Regions from separate parts of the Mus musculus genome. Here region 1 is linked to region 2. Evidence: chromatin contacts called from public HiChIP or PLAC-seq data. All regions are on one chromosome and are shown on one strand. Each heading gives the region's core, a stretch centred on a gene start, on an enhancer-like site or on the middle of the called end of the contact. The rest is flanking DNA. Distances are from core to core; before and after follow the strand shown. Region 1 holds the start of Caml (calcium modulating ligand). Region 2 holds the start of Faf2 (Fas associated factor family member 2).

Region 1 (6,287 bases), core at 2,475-4,974, 1.0 Mb after region 2:
GAAATTCATACATTCACTTCCCTTAGCCTTCATCTCAATATGTAGCACAAGCCGACTTTGAACTTGAGGTTCACGTGTCTTGTTTCAGCCTCATAATTCTGGGATTAAAGATGTGCACCATCATGCCAGGCTATCTGTTGAATTATTTTTTCCAGCCTTTTGGCAGTGATGTGAAGTAAGGCCATTACTTCCCCCCCCCCCCAAAGTGAGATAAGGAAGAGACAGAGGCAAAAGCCATGAAAGCTGGCAGGGACTGCTTCTCTAAGTACTCAAAGGCCAGGCAGGAAGGGAGCATTTATCTCCTGAGAGGAAGTGTCTGCAGGACTTGCAAACCCTGTGAGAAAATCATCACAGGAGCTGGACTCAAACACCGCCCCTAGTACACTCAGCACAAAAGTTGCGAGTTGAAACCAGAGAGTGAGACTTTTTTTTAAATTATTATTATTTTATTACTGGGTATTTATTTCATTTACATTTCCAATGCTATCCCAAAAGTCCCCCACACCCTCCCACAACCACCCCCCCCACCCACTCCCACCTCTTGGCCCTGGTGATCCCCTGTGAGAGTGAGACTTTTAAGACAGTGACGGTCAAGATAACCACTTCCATTGTGTTGTTTCCTCTCTGACCTTGAAACTTGGCATGTGTTTCTCAGAAAGAGTTCCCTAGTTTTTGTTTTGTTTTGTTTTAAGATTTATTTAATATATGTGAGTACATTGTTGCTATCTTCAGACACACCAGAAAGAGGGCACCGGATCTCATTACAGTTGGTTGTGAGCCACCATGTGGTTGCTGGAAATTGAATTCAGGACCTCTGGAAGAGCAATCAGTGCTCTTAACCACTGAGCCATCTCTCCAGCCCCTTGTTTTGTTTTTTGAAAGAGGGTTTCTCTTATATAGTCCTGGCTGTCCTGGAACCTGCTCTGTAGATCAGGCTAGTCTCGAACTCAGAGATCTGCTTGCCTCTCTGCCTTCTAAGTGCTGGGATTAAATGCATGCTCCACCATTGCCAGATGGCTCAGTATTTTTTAATACAGACAGAATTGGGGGCTGGAGAGATGGATCAGTGTTTCAGAGCACTTGCTGTTCTTACAGAGGATCCAGGGCCTGTTCTTAGCACCCACATGGTGGCTCACTGTCTATAACCACAGTTCCGGGTGATCTGACTCCCTCTTCTGGCCTCCACACATACCAGGCACTCAGCACAGGAACAGGAAGATGCCTCTGAGTTTGAAGCCAGTCTGGTACATAGTGAGTCCCATGCCAGCCAAAGCTGCTGAGTGAGATTCTGTCTTAACCCCTGACAAGTGACACCTCCAAACTCCGATAAAACAAAAAAAAATTCTCTAATTAAACAAGGCATAGAAGGGGTTTTATGTTGGCTTTTTTTGTTGGGGGGGGGTGTATTTTTCTGTTGTTGAGAAGAAAATAATTTGCTTGGTCTACATAGTTCCAGGACAGCCATGGTTATTTAGAGAGGAACAGTCAAGAGAAGAGAGAGAGAGAGAGAGAGAGAGAGAGAGAGAGAGAGAGAGAGAACTGAATGAGGAGACTGTATGAAGAGGGATGACTTGGTGGTAAAGAGCATTTGTTGCTCTTTCAGGGGACTGGAGGTCAGTCCCAAACACCCACATCATGTTAGCTCAAAACCATTTATAATTATGTATGTATGTATGTATGTATGTATGTATGCATGTGTAAACTCATATTTAAGGAATGGTATTGAGAAGGATAAAGAGTGTAGCCTTGTTGGGAGTGTGTCACTCAGAGATGGGGTTTGAAATTTCAATAACTCACAGCAGGCTGAGTCTCTTTCTCTTTCTCATGGCTTGCAGATCAGGATATAAGGTCAGTTACTGTTTCAGAACCTTGTGTTATACTGTACTTTCCAACATGATGATCACGGACTGATAACCCTCCAAAACTCCAAGCAAGCCCTAAGTAAAAGCTTTCTTTTATAAGAGTTGCCTTGGTCATGGTGTCTCTTCACAGCAATAGAAAAGTGACTAAGACAGCAACATTGGCCATTTAGGTGTTTGTAAAGCTGGTGGACATACCCATGCACCAGTTACTCTCTGTCCAAACAGAAGGAATGACGTAAGAGGAGAGACAGCTGTGCACCGGAAGTCAGGATAAAGTGAGGCAGACAGCAGTTTTTTGTTTCCTTCCTTCCTTCCTTCCTTCCTTCCTTCCTTCCTTCCTTCCTTCCTTCCTTCCTCCCTCCCTCCCTCCCTCCCTCCCTTCTTTCTTTCTTTCTTTCTTTCTTTCTTTCTTTCTTCTTTCTTGAGACAGGGTCTCAGTGTGTAGCTCTGGCTGTACTGATTGTGTAGACGAAGCTATCATCAAACCCACAGAGAATCACCTGCCTCTTTCTCCTCATTGCTTAGATTAAAGGCATGCACCATCATACCAGGCTAATTACCACTAGTTGATAATCTGTTGGTGTAGAACAAAATTCTGGAGCCACTTGTCTACTGATGGAATGCATCAATTGCATCTTGAGCTTCCATTTCGTACTGGGTGGGTGTGTTTCATTGCTTGGTTGCCCATCAAATGGGAACCTGATCTGCCTTGCTGACAAACACTGCCGCATATGATGGCTTTCATTAGTTTATTGCCTCTAACCTTAATATGATCACTGTGCTCAGGCCTGACCCCTTCCTTGGGTTTTTCATGGGCTATGGTGAGCTCTGGGGTGTCTCCTCAGCTGCTGCTTCACCAAAGACGTACCAGGTCTGATCTGAAAAGCCCAACAGCTGGCACACGCCATGTCAAATGGGCGGCTTCGCAGGGAATGAAACAGTTAATTTTAACTGCTCAAGCTTGCACTTCCCGAAATACTAAATCTGGCTAGTATTGAACGGTTTTAACTCTTCGCATTCCTTCAGCACGCCACCACTTGAGCTGGGGAGAGAACTCAGAATGAACAAGCTGGTTCAGACTGCAGGATCCTTTGTAATATATAATAATACCGCCGAGCGGTGGTGGCGCACGCCTTTAATTCCAGTACTCGGGAGGCAGAGGCAGGCGGATTTCTGAGTTCGAGGCCAGCCTGGTCTACAGAGTGAGTTCCAGGACAGCCAGGGCTATACAGAGAAACTCTGTCTCGAAAAACAAAAACAAACGAAGAGTATACAACCGAGCCCAGGCCCGTTGTCTGTTCCTAACGTGAGCTCTCTGGCTACCGAGGCAAGGCTGTTAGGTGTAGCCAGAGTCCGCAGTGTGACTCCCGGATTAGTAAGAAGGAGAGAGAGCTCTTTCTGCAGCTCCATAGAGAAGTGGACGGCCTGGGACTGGATAGTGGATTGAGGCTCCTTCGTTTGTTGTCCAGACATTTTCAGTAAAGAACTAGGATCACCACAGCCACCAAATCCCAGGGCCACGCTCCCGGAGAGCGTCGCACCCGCAATTACGTATCCAAGGAGCAGAGACGCGTTGGCTGGTAAAAAGCTCCCGCCGCTGCAACCTCCATTTTGCTTCCTGGCAGAGAATAAAATGGACCTGCTCCTCACTGTCATTTCACTCATCAGGAGGGCATCCGTCTCTTCATCTTCGAGAGCAGCTGTGAGGTAACCTGGTGGCGAGAAACCTGAGCACTGCGAGCCAACTTAGGAAGAGGGAACCCTTGAACTGGGCTTGCCCTCACTGAACATGGCGGCAGAGCCTGGCGCAGCCGATTAGCGCATGCTCACGCTTCAGTTCCCGCCCCTTAGAGGGCGGGATTACAGTGGGAGTGGGAGCGAACTCTGCGGCCCTGCCATAAGTCATCCTTGCCTTTACCGTCAGCCTGATCTAGACCGTAGAGAAAGCATGGAGCCGGTGCCTGCGGCCACGGACGGCGGGGAAAGACCCGCGACGCCGTCGGGCCTGTCGGCTTCTCAGCGGCGAGCGGAGCTGCGGAGGAGAAAGCTGCTCATGAACTCCGAGCAACGCATCAACCGGATCATGGGCTTTCACAGGCCCGGGAGCGGCTCGGGTGAGAGCTTCGGTTTCCCGTCTCCCGCCCACCTCTTTGAGTCTTCAAGCTCCTTCTGCCCACTCCAGCTCGTAAACATTTTGTCCCCAAAATGCATTCTGACCGAACTCTGTCACCGCTCCCTAGGTGACGACCCATATTATATTGTCGCTTAACCCCAGGACGCTCCTTGTTGCTTCCTATTTTCTTGGATCCTTGCCCGGAGGTCGTCTCCACCCTGGCTACAAAGCCTTCGTTCCTGAGTCTCTGTGTACGGTTATCTGAGACAACCCCTATGTTCCTGATTACTCGCCTTTCTTGAAGGCTGTGCATTTTATCCCCAGACCTCCCAGGGAGATTTTCCTATAAGCTCCAGATGCCTTTATTCCCAGTTACTCCCCATGACATAGCTTTTGCCTTTTGCTTCGTAACTCTCGTCCACCACATCAGTCATTACTCAACTGTTGGCTGGTCCGTCCGTTGTGGATTAGAGACCCTATTTCCCTATCTTGGTGGCTATGCTCATTGCTTTCAAAATTATCACCTGTCACACAGGTCCTCCCGAAAGATGTGATGTCCCTGCAGAGATTTCCTTTCATTACCATACATACATCACGTTTCAATAACTGCATTTGCCCTAAGAAAATTCATCTTTCATGCAACCTTGTGTCCAGGACACTGTTTTCTTGTGGACACAATTGAATTCTACTATGCTTGGCCTCTCTAAGTTTCGATTTGGGTGTTTCCTTTAGTAATTGGCTTTTTAGTTGCTCTTTGTGAGCTTGGTAGAACTCAAGAATTTCTCTGAGGCGTTAGAGATATAGTTCTGAACTTCTAGACAATATAAATGAGAGATATGGCTACCACTTTCAAAATCATCTGAAACAGTACAGAAAATATTTTTTTTGTAGTGATCATTCTGAAGATATTCTTAAAGTGTTGGTGTTTGTCTTTCTCAAGTCCCTTTCTTATTCTGTTCTTTTGCTTGAAAAATTTTATCATTTTTAGAGTTCTCTCTTTAAAAGCTAGAACAGCATCCTAAAAGTGCCTGCTCATAGCTGCCCGGGAACAGCAACAGTGGGTACAGGCGGCGCCACACCCTGTGCTCACAGTTAGAAATGCAACTGTAAAATAGAAACCTTGAAAGACTTCAATGATTTTGTATTTTTATCAGTATTAGCTAGTGAAAGAAACTGAGGCACACCTCTTGAGTATTTTGTCTGTGAAAGAGCTATTCTTTATTCCTTGGGACATCCCGTGCTAACTTTGGTAGTTTCTGTCCTCATTGTTTGAACTCCCCTCTGCCAGAGTGCTAGTTTTGCGGCGTTGTATTTTGAAGGTGAAGACGAAGGAGCTGGCTTTGTTTTCTGCATCAGTATTTGTCTGGATTCAGAGACCAAGTTCTAGCAGCAGTGGGAGTGTTTAAGGTGTTTGTGAATATGTAATACACAAGGCTTTATTTTTTCCCCCCTCAGAAGAAGAAAATCAAACAAAATCAAAGCCACAGGACAGTGACAAACTGAACTCCCTCAGCATCCCTTCAGTTTCAAAGAGGGTAGTGCTTGGTGATTCAGTCGATGGAGGAGGAGCTGACCAGCTCGGTGGTGTGGCAGAAGTCAGGGGAACCCAGCTGGGAGACAAACTGGACTCATTCATTAAAGCACCAGAGTGCAGTAGTAAGGATGGAGCTGAGCTCCGGCAGCGGACCAGAGGTGACCTGACAGCAGACCCGGCCCAGAGGGCTTCTCACCACGGCCTAGAACAGTACCTTTCCAGATTCGAAGAAGCGATGAAGTTGCGCAAACAGCTGATCAGCGAGAAACCCAGCCAGGAAGATGGAAGTACCGCGGAAGAGTTTGACTCTTTTCGAATATTTCGATTGGTGGGGTGCGCTCTGCTCGCTCTTGGCGTCAGAGCCTTTGTTTGCAAATATTTGGTAAGACAAGAGCTTCCAGTTATTAACTAGAAGAATGCAAGTTGAGTTGTCGTGATAGGGATTTCTTGCCAGCATTACCAGATCTATCATCAGGCTGTTTGAAAGTGTAGTATAAATTCTGTTATTATCCCAGTTAGAGAATGAGAGCCTATTTATGGTAATAACTAACATCTGTCTACATGCCAGGTACCACTTTATATGCTTGTCTTTTATTCATTGATTTAAATTCCATCTTTATGCACTATATGCTGCTTGAACCCACAAGGACTCAGATGAATTCTCTTACACAGCCGCTGACAGGTGGGGTGAAATACAGGCAGTTTCATCCCAGAACCGGAAGTCCAGATGCTTATATATACTCTGTATTAGCTAGTAGTTTTCCAAGTAGTTTGAGGC
Region 2 (6,320 bases), core at 3,054-5,553:
CTTCTGGTAATTTGATTCCCACTGATGGCAGCAGGGAATTTAAGAAAAAGGCTTAGTTTCTCTCTGGTTCTAGGGCCCCTTACTGGCCAGGTGAGAGACTTGTAGTTAACTCTTCAGGAGCCAGAGAGAAAAGAAAAAAAAAAAAAAAAAAGGCAAGAATTCAAGAACACACACAGACACACAGAGATACACACACTTTGGCCAGGCTTGACCTCCTATTTCAACAATTCCTCAAGTGTTCATGCATGCATACACACACACACACACACACACACACACACACACACACACCTATACAGGTATGTATGTATGTACGTACATGTAGACAAACAGACATATGCATATATATCTTTGATGGATGGAGCAGAGCACCCAAAGCAAAAGCCACACTTTATTTCTTCTCTCAGCCTTTTTATTCCTTCTTAGACAAAGCTTCTTTATAAAATTACCTCACAGGTAAAATGTTACACTAAAGGGGAGTCACAGAAGGATGTCAATAGGAAGTTCAAAGCAGTGTCTCATTCTATAAGCTCATTTTAAGTTCAAAGCAACAGTTTCACCTGGCCTTGCTTTATCACAGTGCACACCTGTGGCTTCATCCTTGGACCTGACCTAGAAAGAACATTTTCCTTGATGACAAATTGGTTTCCAAGACTGCTTTCTTACCCTAGTACAACTAGCTTGTGACATGTGAAGGTGTATAGAGCTCTGTTTGTAGCTTTATTCTGCAATAAAGAGAGTATTTGTATCAATTTAAGAGTTCTATAAAAATCATTATCAGAAATTGTGAAATCGCTGGGCAGTGGTGGTGCATGTCTTTAATCCCAGCACTTGTGAGTCAGAGGCAGGTGGATTTCTGAGTTTGATGCCAGCTTGGTCTACAGAGTGAGTTCCAGGACAGCCAGGGCTACACAGAGAAACCCTGTCTTGAAAAACAAAAACAAAACCAAAAAAAAAAAATTGTGAAATCATCAATTTGTCTATACAGCATAATTACATGAGCTTGCATCTTCTTGTAGGTCTGCAGAAAATTTACCCAATAGGGTGGTCAGGTGCCTAGGAATCACTAGGTTATGCAACAGTTACAGAAATGGCAGCAAGAAGCAAGAAGGGTGAAGTCTCTGGTGCCCTTGCATCTCAGAGCTCACCCACCACAGCCTTGTAAAATGGTGGGCCATCTCCAGAAAACTCACTTGCTTGCCTTAGATTTTTCTAGATGGCTTCTGTCAAAAAGATTCCCTTCAGCTCATAGGTTATGATCCATGATTAAGGGAAGTTGGGGCAAGAACTCAGAGGGATCTTGAAGGATGAACACTGCTTGCTGATTGGTTTTCTTATACAGCTTGGGAACAACCACAGTGTGCTGGGCACTCTTTCATCCATTACCTACCAAGACAGTTTTCCCCGGACACACCCACAGGCCAGTCTGACCTGGGCAATCCTTCAGTTGAAATTCCCTTTTTAAAGTGACTCTGGGCTGTATCAAATTGACAATGGAAGCTAAATAAGACAGTAGAGGTGATTGGGTATCCATCTGGTAAACTTGGAGTTTGCACAGTATAAAATGGGCAAAATGGCCTGGAACTTGAGGCTTTCGTGGTCTCTTTCTCCTTGGTCTCCTTCATGCACATGAAACTGCCTGGGGCTATGACAGAACAGTAGGTACCATAAAGGACTCAGAAAGGTTGGGTATTATTCTTACAGGCCAAACCTAGAGAATGACTGTAGATCAGAGAGATCTAAATAAGGCAGTCCCACCATCCCACGACACTGGGTTCAACATCACTCTTTTGATATAAATGACTGTTATAAGTGATGGAGTCTTTATCTTTTCAATAGACCTTTCTAGGGCTGGAGAGATGGCTCAGCGGTTAAGAACACTGACTGCTCTTCCAGAGGCCCTGAGTTCAATTCCCAGCAACCACATGGTGGCTTACAACCATCTGTAATGGGATCTGACACCCTCTTCTGGTGTGTCTGAAGATAGCTACATGTACTCATCATATATATAAAATACATAAAATCTTTTTTTTAAAAAATAGACCTTCCTGGTGTATTTTTAATGTATTTCTTTCTTTCTTTCTTTCTTTCTTTCTTCTTCTTCTTCTTCTTCTTCTTCTTCTTCTTCTTCCTTCTTCTTCTTCTTCTCCTCCTCCTCCTCCTCCTTCTTCTTCTCCTCCTCCTCCTCCTCTCTTCCTCCTCCTCCTCCTCCTCCTCCTCCTCCTCTTCCTCCTTCTCCTTCTTCTCCCTATGAGACAGGTTCCTTTGTTTAGCCCTGGCTGTCCTGGAACTCACTGCATAGCCCAGGCTGGCCTCAAACTCAGCGATTCACCTGCCTCTGCCTCCTGAGTGCTCAGAGTTAAAGTTTGTACCCCCCACCTCCAGGCATTTTTTTATCTTTTAATAGATTTATTCTTTTTTATTTTTTAGATACATGAGTATTTGCCTGTGAGTATGTCTGTGCACCGCATGTGTGTCTGGGGGGCCTCAGCGGCCAGACGTGGTGTCGGATCCCCTGAAGGTGGAACTCCAGATGATTGTGATCCACCATGCAGGTGCCAGGAATGAAATCCAGGTCCCCTGCAAGAGCAATGAGTCCTTTAAATCACAGAGTCATTTAGTGTTTGCGTAGCTCCTGGATCCTAGAACCAATTTGCATTCATTACTAACTGTCCCCAGTTGTCCTCAGAGCTCCTCTAAACTCACCCCTGGCTATCCTGGAACTCACTCTGTAGACCAGGTTGGCCTCGAACTAAGAAATCTGCCTGCTTCTGCCTCCCAAGTGCTGGGATTAAAGGCGTGTGCCACCACCGCCTGGCAAACTTTTTTATTTTAAGTGCATTGTTGTTTTCCCTGCACCTATGAATGTCTGGAACTGGAGTTTTAGACTTTTTCGAGCTGCCATGTTGGTGCTGGGAACTGAACTTAAGTCCTCTGGAAGAATAGACAATGCTCTTAACTGCTGAGCCATCTCTCCAGTGCTAGAATTTTGTTTTGTTTTTGAGACTGGGTTTCCCCTGTGTAGCCCTGGCTGTTCTGGAACTTGATTTGTAGACCAGGCTGACCTGGAACTCAGGGATCCACCTGCCTCTACCAACTGAGTACTGGGATTAAAGGTATGTGCTGCCATGCCCTGCTATATACAGACTTTTTTTTTTTTTTTTGTCCACTCATCTACTGGTAGACACTTAGGCTGAGTCTATGATTTATTGTGCATATCAGTAAGTATGTGAATTACAGGTATGTCTATAGTAAACTGACTTTGACTCTTGGAAGTGTGCACCAGAACTGGTGTAGCTGGGTTGTATAACAGTTCTAACTAATTGTGAGGGGAGTCTTTATTCTGATTTCTGTAATGGATGAACTAATAATTTAGTTTCCCATCAGCAGAACATCACTTCTCCCTAGTATGGCTGCTATTAAAAAATTGCTCGTGTGGCTCACGTTTTTATTGGACAATATTAGGCTAAGAAGGGCCTAAAGGTTAGGAATAAAATGCACTCGGGGTGTGTGTGTGTGTGTGTGTGTGTGTGTGTGTTGTTCCTTTGATTGTTGTCGTTTTGACACACGGTCTCATTATGTAGTGCAGGTTGCTCTTGAGTTCAAGATCTTCAAGTCTTGGCCACCGCAGTGTGCCCAGGAAAAGGCAAAGGAGGAATGGGCAGGCTTTAAGTCAATCGCGTTCAACCAAAAGTAACAGAGTCTAGGTGGCTTGCTCCAGGATACCCTTCGTATGCAAGGAATCATACACACTTAAAGTCAAGTTTCCTTGACTCAGACCAACTATCTTATCTTTGGTCTGTCAAAGGGATGAAGGGCGAGTGGCCTGGGCATGAGGTTGGACGAGGTACAGAGCTGAGTGTCTGGGAAGCACCATTAACCTGGTTACAGACACTCCTAGCAAGAGACAACAAAGCCTCACCACTGTTTCCCCTAATAAGGCAGACCAACTTTATGAAAGGATTAAGTATCAAACTGGCGCTATTTCGTGAAAGCAATCGTTTCCTGAGAAATCTTCAAGAATATCGTAGATAATTTAAAAAAACGGTTAAGGAGCAGCCAAATTGCGGGACTCTCTCGAGCTCCTGGAGGTACACTGACCCTCTGGGGTCTGTCATCTTTTCATCAATTTTAGATCTTTGGGAGATAGATCGGCAGGGTCCTGAATTGTTCGGCCTAGACACGCGAACGTCGCCCTCTGGTGGCGAGATTCGGAAGGGGGCGGGGAGGGTGCCCGCGAGTTAGCGCGCGCAGACGCAGTTGAGTCCCGGCGGCGGTTCAGGCCGGAAGTGGTTACACCTGAGATCACTTCCGGCGGGTGACGGTGCGGACGGGTCAGGAGCGTAGAGGCGGCGGCAAAATGGCGGCGCCTGAGGAGCAGGATCTAACTCAGGAGCAGACCGAGAAGCTGCTGCAGTTTCAGGTAGCAGCGAGTTCTCGGTGCAGCCCAGGCCGCCGCGGGATGGGGAGTGGGACCCTAGAGGAGCGCAAAACCATCCTCAGGTTGGGGTTGGGACCAGTTTCAAACCCGCAGGCGGCCCCCTCCCCCCCAGACGCCAACTGCCCGGATTTCCCCGGCGCCCAACCTCTGTGGGTCCTCAGCCTTCCAGCCACCTCTGCTAGCCGGGCTCGACCACAGTGGGTCAGCTGCCTTGATTTCCCGTAGCGTCGCTGGTCTGCAATCCTTGCCGGCCTGATTAACCCGCCAGACCCTCTCCGCCCATCGATTGGTGGGGATGTGCTAGAGATAACTCAGATCCCCAATCGCAGAGTTGGCATCAGCTTGCAGGGCTGGACCGCAGACCACCACCATCCCATGTTATTCACCGACGCTTGCTGGGGGTCTCTCGGTGGTCCCTAGGGCTCGTGTTGGGTGGTTGTAGTGGGGAAAAGAAGCGCCCACACACAGACCTGGCACCTGCCCTAGAAATGTGGGAGGACGCCTCTGGAGGAAACAATGTAACATGAAGTATCATCGAAGGCCTCTGACTGGATTTGTTGCCCTTCGGCTTGCTCCTGAACGGCTGACTCTGCTTGAGGAGGGTGGCAACCTGCAGGACCCGCCCCATTAAGTGGATGTTTCTGGTTTTGTTTTGTTTTGTTTTAAAAAAAAAAAGGCTCTAAGCACTTTAATCAGGTGGAGGGTCTGGTGGGAGGATGCCACCCGGGTGGTGGTAACCATGGCATTAGCCGTATCCTTAGTTCTTACATATAACTTCAAAATGTCTATTCCCTTGCGGATGTTTTAGGAGGTAAACTGAGTTTATGGGTGTTACACGGTATTTAGAAGACTTTGGGGCCGGGCAGTGGTGGCGCACGCCTTTAATCCCAGTACTCGGGAGGCAGAGGCAGGGGGATTTCTGAGTTCGAGGCCAGCCTGGTCTACAGAGTGAGTTCCAGGACAGCCAGGGCTACACAGAGAAACCCTGTCTCGAAAAAACAAAAAACAAAAAAAAAAAAAACAAAAAAAAAAAAAGAAGAAGAAGACAACTTTGTAAACTGTAAAATGTGCCTAAACAGTTGTTACTATTAATAATCATTTTCCAGATAAATTGAAGTCAATAGAACTCATTTTCTAATAGGAAATGTGCTAAATATTGATTTTTTTTAGCACTTTTTATGCTAAGCCTTAATGCCAGACACCGCCCACTAAATATTTGTGATGTCGTGAGAACTTGACTAAAGCATGTTAGCTTTTTGAATGCACAGCCCTAAAGGGTCCATACTGTAACAGGCCCTGTCTTACAGATGGCTATGAATTGTAAGAAGTAGCATCAGTGGGTGTGGCCTGAGACTATAATCTCAGTTTTGCTGAGTTTGAGGCCAGCCTTTTCCAAACAAAAAGGGAACGGCTTACTTAGGTTACTCAGCTATTAAATTGGTGGTGTCCATTTAAAGCATGGCCTTCCCAGGGCCTTCCCTGGGCTTCTAGTGCCTCTGCTGTACCGTCTTAAGAGTCGGGTGTTACCGCTGAGATGTTTGTGTGTGTGCGCATGCATGTTTAATCGATGTGGTGGATGTGTCTGAGTGGTAAATTGCTCATGTAGGCTTAGCATAGAGAAATTGATGACACCAGATTAGCATTAAAGAATGAATAAACAGACAGCTTTCACTGCTTTGTAGAGCGTTTCTTTCAGGGTTTTATTGGGCAGACTATACTTTGTAGCTCTTAGTGTTAAGCCACCTGTGAAATGAGGGTAAACTGTGATACACTTAGAAGTTTGTGAGTGCAACTATATGGGAGTTTAAAGTGCCTAAGGATCTCCTTGTTTTCCATGGACATCAGAAGAAGAGTGGCTAGCATGGTCAGTCACACTGAG

What was found. HiChIP or PLAC-seq counts read pairs in DNA pulled down with a chosen protein or histone mark.
Region 1: an H3K4me3 HiChIP or PLAC-seq map of bone marrow-derived macrophages shows a contact between it and region 2, with 3 times the contacts expected there. The contact joins the promoter of Caml here to the promoter of Faf2 in region 2. A contact is called at or near these places in 4 of 39 promoter capture datasets (the C10 cell line, liver and pre-B cells), 3 of 115 datasets of contacts at active chromatin or transcription factors (astrocytes, bone marrow-derived macrophages and embryonic stem cells) and 1 of 9 other capture datasets (liver).

The regions. Positions count from the first base shown.
Region 1 is chr13:55,619,281-55,625,567 of GRCm38.p6, forward strand. It overlaps Caml (calcium modulating ligand), which reads left to right and starts at 3,725. Exons shown (of 4, transcript NM_007596.2): 1 at 3,725-3,976; 2 at 5,431-5,891. The coding sequence starts at 3,811.
Region 2 is chr13:54,617,481-54,623,800 of GRCm38.p6, forward strand. It overlaps Faf2 (Fas associated factor family member 2), which reads left to right and starts at 4,304. Exons shown (of 11, transcript NM_178397.3): 1 at 4,304-4,423. The coding sequence starts at 4,361.